2 separate regions of the Mus musculus genome follow, and region 1 is linked to region 2. The links are chromatin contacts, called in public HiChIP or PLAC-seq maps. All regions are on one chromosome and are shown on one strand. Each heading gives the region's core, a stretch centred on a gene start, on an enhancer-like site or on the middle of the called end of the contact. The rest is flanking DNA. Distances are from core to core; before and after follow the strand shown. Region 1 has its middle 9.2 kb from the start of A930014E01Rik. Region 2 has its middle 21 kb from the start of 4930539M17Rik.

What was found. HiChIP or PLAC-seq counts read pairs in DNA pulled down with a chosen protein or histone mark.
Region 1: an H3K27ac HiChIP or PLAC-seq map of embryonic stem cells shows a contact between it and region 2, with 17 times the contacts expected there. The contact joins two enhancer-like sites. A contact is called at or near these places in 7 of 39 promoter capture datasets (the 3T3-L1 cell line, the C10 cell line, embryonic stem cells and 3 more), 2 of 15 datasets of contacts at CTCF or cohesin (embryonic stem cells and large pre-B cells), 3 of 484 Hi-C or Micro-C datasets (B cells, the N1E-115 cell line and embryonic stem cells), 2 of 115 datasets of contacts at active chromatin or transcription factors (both in embryonic stem cells) and 1 of 9 other capture datasets (embryonic stem cells).

The regions. Positions count from the first base shown.
Region 1 is chr3:10,305,289-10,308,951 of GRCm38.p6, reverse strand. No RefSeq gene overlaps it. Among named protein-coding and RNA genes, the nearest start is that of A930014E01Rik, 9.2 kb to the right of the region's middle. Within about 2 kb of position 1,856, at least 31 of the 459 cell types and tissues checked have an H3K27ac peak or open chromatin away from gene starts, as enhancers often do. A contact at or near this core is called in embryonic stem cells, where this site is marked.
Region 2 is chr3:9,080,820-9,084,740 of GRCm38.p6, reverse strand. No RefSeq gene overlaps it. Among named protein-coding and RNA genes, the nearest start is that of 4930539M17Rik, 21 kb to the right of the region's middle. Within about 2 kb of position 1,905, at least 15 of the 459 cell types and tissues checked have an H3K27ac peak or open chromatin away from gene starts, as enhancers often do. A contact at or near this core is called in embryonic stem cells, where this site is marked.

The DNA.
Region 1 (3,663 bases), core at 607-3,106, 1.2 Mb before region 2:
AGTTGATAATAAATGTTTTTAACATTTATTGAAACAAGAGATTCCTATGTTCAAGCCCGCTCTTTGCTTATATTCTAGGCTAGAGTAATCTAGGTTACCTTGGGCTTCCTAGAGAAACATTGTCTCTAAAGGTTTGCATTTATAGAGCACATTGTACCATGCATTATGGGGAATGCTGCATAGTCAGCCTATTGATTACTCATAAACTGCCAGGACTAGTGATAGTGTACACTTGTAATCCCAGCATTTGAGAAGCCGAGGTACGAGAATTGCCATGAGTTCGAGGCCAGCCTAGGATACATAATGAATACCCACCCAGCCAAGGCCTCCAGAGCAGGATCCATCTCAATAAACGACAACAGTAACAACAAACAGTAATTCTAAGAGAGGCTGTGATCTCCATGGAAACAGATGCTTTTCCATCAGCAGACGTTCCCTGTGCAGATGACCTAGCTAAGCCATGAACTCCTGAGGAAAACCCTGGCTGCACATCTGGGAATCATCTGAGAGCTTTGAACTTGTGTCACTGCTGAGGTCCAAGCCAGTGAGCCAGCATGTTCCAGGCCGGAGTGTTGTAGACTATCTGTATTTTCTTTTTCCCAAGTAATACTGTCCGGTAGCTAAGATCAACATTTGTCTCCCAGAAATAACTGATTTCTTTCTTTCTTTCTTTCTTTCTTTCTTTCTTTCTTTCTTTCTTTCTTTCTTTCTTTCTTTCTTTCTTTCTTTCTTTCTTTCTCTTTCTCTCTCTCTCTCTCTCTCTCTCTCTCTCTCTCTCTCTCTCTCTCCCCCTCCCTCCCTCCCTCCCTCCCTCCCTTCCTTCCTTCCTTCCTTTCTTCCTTTCTTTTTCTAGACAGGGTTTCTCTGGATATCCCTGGCTGTCCTGGAACTCACTTTGTAGACCAGGCTGGCCTTGAACTCAGAAATCGCCTGCCTCTGCCTCCCAAGTGCTGAGATTAAAGGTGTGCGCCACCACCGCCTAGCTTTGATTTCTTACAAGTCTAGATTATGTATCCCCCTGACTCTCCCTCCACAAAGCAAGAGTTGTGTGGTACCCTTTGAAACCTTCCTGTAAAAATGTTGCTGGGTCAGCTCTTTGCTTGGGTGGCTGGTGGTGGTGGGGATTTAATTAACTTTTTTAAGTTCCAAAAATGAACACTAGATGGCAGACAACTCACAGGGAATCGTGGTATTGTTCCAGCATGCTTATTTCTGCTCTGTTTTATATCTCATTCAAATAATAACAAGCCAACCTTTGACATTAATACAGTATTCAAGCCAGTAGTGCTGGTGGGTATAGTGCTGGTGGTATGGGTGCCTAGCAAATGTCAGGCCCTGAGTTTGATCCTCCATCCCTGTAAAATTAATTTTTTTTTAAGATTTATTTATTTATTATATGTAAGTAAGTACACTGTATCTGTCTTCAGACACTCCAGAAGAGGGGGTCAGATCTTGTTACAGATGGTTGTGAGCCACCATGTGGTTGCTGGGATTTGAACTCTGGACCTTCGGAAGAACAGTCGGGTGCTCTTACCCACTGAGCCATCTCACCAGCCCCTAAATTAAATTTTAAAAAATAAATAACACAAGGGAAATCTTTCTGAATTGTGCTCACATTCCCTTAACCAGAGCTGGGGTACCCATATATGTGATTCATTTTTTAAGGTAGTTAATTTTTCATGAACATATGCAAAATACAATAGCTGTCCTTTGTTATCGTATTGAGAATAGTTTCCCCATTAATATATTTTAATATCCCTCCAAAGTAATCGACCCACTTTGGAAAGATTTACAGGGCTAGCTTTCTTTTCTTGGGCCGTTTGTGGCAGCCCCAGCAGTATACAGCAGAGGGCGCTAGTGCACCATGCTCCACCACTTCATGGAAGAATGAGGTGGTGAACACAAAGAATTATACTAAAGAATACTGGAGTAACATCATCATCACTTCTCTGGTCTCATAACATCCAGGCACCCCAGGTCCCACACCGCCAGATGGCTGCAGCTTGCAGAGCCACCCTAGCTGTCGTCAGGGCAGGCAGGCTGTGCAGTGCATCGGGTAGAGTGGGGGTGGGGGTGGGGTAGCAGCAGTGGGGGTGGTGCCTGTGGCTCTTCTACAAGCAGGGGAAGAGCTCTCCTTCCGTGTTTCTTTACTGTCTTCTGTTTTCACATCATACATCAAAATGATCTCTCATGAGGAAGGGCAAGGTCCCCCGTTCTCCTAAAATACAGTCTAAACTTACTAATGTGGACTGCACGGCCATTGAAGATGGTACCTGCACCAGACAGAGGTGGGCTGGATGCTTTTAACCTCAGCAATATACCTTATTTTCTCTTGTAAGCTGTGTTTGGACTTATTTTTATTTTGTTAATTCTAACCTTCACTTTTCATTGTGAGCCCCACCTGAACTCATATTCTACTGACATTCCCGTGTCTAACTTCTGCTTACACATTTTATCTTAGTTTACCTGTTACTTCTTCCAGGAAGCATCACTTCTTCCTCTGAGAGGTCTGCCTTTCTCTGTCAGTTGTAGACTATGTGCTGAGCCCTCACAAGGCCCTGGGTTCAATCCCCGGAAGCCAGAAGAACACTCAAACATGGTGAGGTATGTGTGTAATTCCAGCTGTGAGGAGGTATGCTACATCCACTCCAATAGTGACAAGCCTGGGTGCTGTCCCGAGGCGAAAAGTTCACAGAAACTTAGTCTCCTGGAACCGTGGCATCCTGTATAACGAATGCTCCAATGTCCTTGCTTTAGTTGGTAAATGGATCTGTGTGCTTTCCCTTAATATTGCTTAATTACAAGTGCTCCTAAGGATTGATATTTTGACATATAGCTAAGTTAGATTCTAGGCAGTCCTTGATCCGACCTTGGGCATGAATAGCTAAGTCACTGCCCTACACAGAAATTTACCATTATCTAGGAAGATGGAAGTTTGTGACCTAAAGAGGAACCAGAGTAGATACTTAGAACTATAGATAGCTGAGTTACACCCATACACAGGTATTTACAATGGCCTAGGGGGAAGGTGGACTATACAATAGACTAGAGTAGGAACTATGGCAAGGGCACGAAGCCCTTGCCCCTGGCTTCTAAGATTAAGCTGACCTTAGGTGGGGCTGCCTTTGATTCCCAGTTGTTGACATTGAATTTTATCCCAGTTGGTTCCTGCCAGTCCTTCCCTGTTTGCATTCCTCTGTTTTGTGTAAGAATCCAGTAACCTCTTTGTACCTTGTTGGTGTGTCACCTAACTTCCCTATTTTCTTCTGTATAAAAAGTTTGATGCTGGATTTGACAAATTACATTCAGATCCAGCACACTCTCTCGTTCTGTGTCTGTCTGTCAATTCCCGCCGACTCTATGCCCGTCTGTCTGAACCCCTGATTCCCACGAATTGAGGGGGGCCTACTGGGCCCGGTCGGTGGCAGAGGTCGAGGCAGGAGGAGCAGGGAGTCAGGGTTATTCTTTATCGTATGTGTATGTAGCAAGTGTGGGGTCACCTGGGATATAGGAAACCCTGTCTTAGAAAAAGAAAGAGCTGGGTGTGGTGGGAGGCAGAGGCAGGTGGATTTCTGAGTTTGAGGCCAGAGTGAGTTCCAGGACATCCAAGGGTACACAGAGAAACCCTGTCTCGGAAAAAAAACCAAAAAACAAAAAAAGGAA
Region 2 (3,921 bases), core at 656-3,155:
GTTTCTAAGCCAAATTTGGTTGCGCGTGCTGCAGACTAGGTTAGCATCAGCCGTTCCGACAGTGGCCTGGCAGTCACAGGCACTCTCTTCTCAAGGATGCATGCATATCCTGACTCACACATGGCTCCCTTATTTATTTTTATTTTGTGTGTCCTGTGTCTTCACATGTCAGCTCCAAGAGAGCAGGGCCTGGCTTGGTGTGCTCTACTCCCAATGCACAGGGCCCAACACCTCACCTGTGACAAGCTGCGGCGGATCAGGGATTGGCTGTTGAATGACTAAATGACTGCATCTCAGAGGCCACATCTGCTGAATGGTGATCCTGCTGATGGAACTGAGGGGCTGTGACATCAGGCCCTTGACATTCACAGTCTCCTGTGAGAGACCTGACTGCCTCACAACCTCAGAATAAGTCCCACTTCTGTAGATAAGACAACATGGAAACTTAGGGGTCAGTGCTGAGAACCACGGGGCTAACAATGAGCAGAGCTGGAATTTACGTTTCGTTTCTGCATATCTATAGTCTGGAAGCACTCACAAGCTTGTCAGAATCCTCTCTAACACAGATGCAAAGAACAGGACTTTACTCCCTAGTGCCAATTTAGATATGCCAGCAGATCCAAGACCATTGCCTATTGGCAACTATCCCCCTCCCTCTTCCCCCTCCTCCTTCCCCTCCCCTCCCACTCTCCTTTTCTCTTTTCTTTTCTCTTTCCTCTTTTTTCTTTTCTCTTCTCTTCTCTTCTTTTCTTTTTCTTTTCTTTCTTTCTTTTTTTTTTTTTTTGAGACAGGGTCTCACTATGTGGCCCTAGCTGGCCTAGAACTAGCTGTATAGACCAGGCTGGCCTCTGTATCACAGAGATCTACCTGCCTTTGCCTCTCTAGTGATGAGATTAAAGATGTGCACTACCACCCAGGGCTATTTATTGGATTTTTGTGGTAGGGTCCCATATGATTTAGGTGGGCCTGAAACTCACTGTGTAGTTGATGACTCCCTGCCTCCACCTTGTAAGCGCGCTACAGAGCTGGGGACAGGGTCTCTCTGACGTAGCTTAGGCTAGACTTAAATCCTAGGGCCTCCTTCCTCACCTCAGCCTCCGGAGTGCTGGGATCTCGGGTTCATGCTTGCCTAACAGAATACAAATATCGTTATACTGTACTGCACAGGAGATCACAACCAGCAAAACGTTTGCATGTGCTCAATATAGAAGCCATTTTCCAACTAACCCACTCCACCTGTGTCTGGCTAAACTGGAGATATGGAGTGCCCACGAACCTGCTGCCAGCACGACCTCCAGACATTAGCTAGTCCTTGCAGGACAGTGGTGTTCGTTCCCATAAATGGGGCTATAAGACTGGGTGGTGCTGGCGTACACCTGTGAACTCATCACTTGGGAGACAGAGACAGAAAGATCTCTGTGAGTTTAAAGCCACCTTGGTCTACAGAGCAAGTTCCAGGACAGCAGAGCTACATGAAGAAGCTCTGTCTCGGAAAAACCAAAGCAAAACGAGGTGTGAGACATCCCTCATGAATGGGATAGATTGAAGATTGCTGCCTGGGGATGCCGGCTCACTCCTGTACTTCCATCGCTGGGAAGCCTGTTTTATTTTGTTTTGTTTTTTAGAGACAGGGTTTCTCTGTATAGCCTTGGCTGTCCTGGAACTCACTTTGTGTAGACCAGACTGGCCTTGAACTCAGAAATCCGCCTGCCTCTGCCTCCCAAGTGCTGGGATTAAAGGCGTGCGCCACCACGCCCGGCTTCATCGCTGGAAAGTCTGAAGCAGCAGGGTCCACATACAACCTGGGCTACAGAGTAAGCCCAGGCTTACCCAGAATACATAGCAAAATGCCATTTCAAAAATAAGATAACTTAACAAGACTAGAATAATATTACTGCCGTGAACATAAAAGGCTTCCTCTTTCATGTTACAAAATGGTGGGGGAAGATAAAAATGGCACAGAAGATTTCAACAAAACTTTCTCAGTTTGTTTGAGTTTTGCTTAGAATGCAAGAAGGAAGGAACTCTGAGTTGTTGGGGTTTGTTGTTGTTGTTGTTGTTGTTTCGTGACTTTAAAAAACATTTTTTTTTAAAATGGAGTTTCTCTTTTTAGTCCTGGCTGTCCTGAAACTCACTCTGTAGACCAGGCTGGCTTCTCAAACTCGACAGTTTTTCCTGCCTCTGCCTCCCAAGTGCCACACCCAGTTGCGTATTTGAGAGCCATTAACCCGAAAGACCGGAGAGGAAGTCGTCCCCGCCCCCCGCCCCCCCCCCCCCCCCACTTCTCCCGCTCTGCAGCAGAACTGCTCTGTGAGCCTGCTCTCTTTCTGCTTGTAAATCCACTTTATCTGCTGACTTGGAGCCACAGGACAGGGAAATGGCGTCTAAAAGTGACTTGGAATTCTGGGGACATTCTTGGCTGAGACACCCAATCACAGGATCAGCCAGCCCCGGGCCAGATTGTGAAAGAAGCTACGTGTCTCAGGGCGCCTCCATTCCTGAACCCCCACCTGCCCTTTCAACATCTGCTTCCGCCCCAGGCACCAACAGTCACGAGATTCCTAAAGTCACCTTTCCCAGCACACTGAAGTCAGGCTTACAAAGGTAAGAGACTTGCCAAAAGTGGGCTCAGCCCTGCTTTGAAAGTCTTTATGGAATAGTCAGAGAGAGACAGGGAATTACTGAGACGCCAGAGAGGGTGTCTCTAAAATGCCTTCAAAGGAAAGGCCATGCCAGACGTGGTTGTGTTTGCCTGTTATCCCAGCACCTGGGGCACAGGAGAATCAGGAGCCCAGGTCAGTCTCAGCTACATAGCTACTCTGAGGTCAGCCTACGCTACATGAGACCCTGCCAGAGCAATACAGAGGGATGGAGAAAGAACGGAAGGGACGGGAAAAGGAAAGAGAGAAGACCAGGGGACATTTTCAGTGTCTCAGCACCTCTGTATGACACAACTAGCCTCCATCTTCTTCAAAATCAAGTACTCCAACTGGGTGCTTTGCAGGCACCATACACAAATGTATGGAAGGAACAAAGGACAGGCAGGGTGAGACTCACTGAGAATGGACCCATGAAGAAACAGACAAAGTTCCTCCCTCTCCTTTTCTCCATTTCTGCTTACATGATGGACGTGGGAGAGAGACGAGGGTGTCTAGGAGAACCCGTCAAGTTTTATATTACACTACATTGTAGTTTATATTATAAAGGGTCAATAAATATTTTTTAAATAAACAGAAAGCAGGTAAATGAATCAGGAACTCATAACAGCCATTGCAACTTGAGGTGGATGCAGCCTTAGGATGCCCACTGAGCAGAGATGCTGAAGGAGCCTCCGCGGGTCACGGGAAGGGGACCGAGGCAGCTGGGCATTCCAAGTCAGGACCCCCAAGCTCTAGGGATGGCATCAGGTGGTTTTTTGTCAGTTTGCATTTACTGTTCTTTCCCTGGTGTTGACTGTATTTTATTTATTTCTATTTGGTAATTTACTTACCTTTGAAGTGTCCTATCCACTGCCACCTCTTCCAGGATATTTTATGTCTTAAGTAGGTGGGCCACTGCTACTCCTGTTACACTCCCACAATGTTCAATCCCGACCTTACTAGAAGCCCTTAGTACTGTCCCTTGACGTCGGGCAGCGCTTAGGATGTAACCACCACGTGCCTGCTGCACGCTAGGCAAGTGCTCTGCCGCTAAGCTGCATCCCTATTCTCCATCCAAGAGAGCTGTCTTTACCCCTAGGAGTAGCAAATTGTAATAGGTTAAATGCCTGGGTCTCAGGCCATCAGCTAAGTTTAGAAGGCTCACTATGAGGGGTGCAGTTTCCTTGTTCCTTCATCGTCTCCTTCAAAATAAGATTTTAAATTGTAGTGACAGTAGATTTCTTTTTTAAGGCGGAATCCCCATGTGTAGCCCTGGCTGACC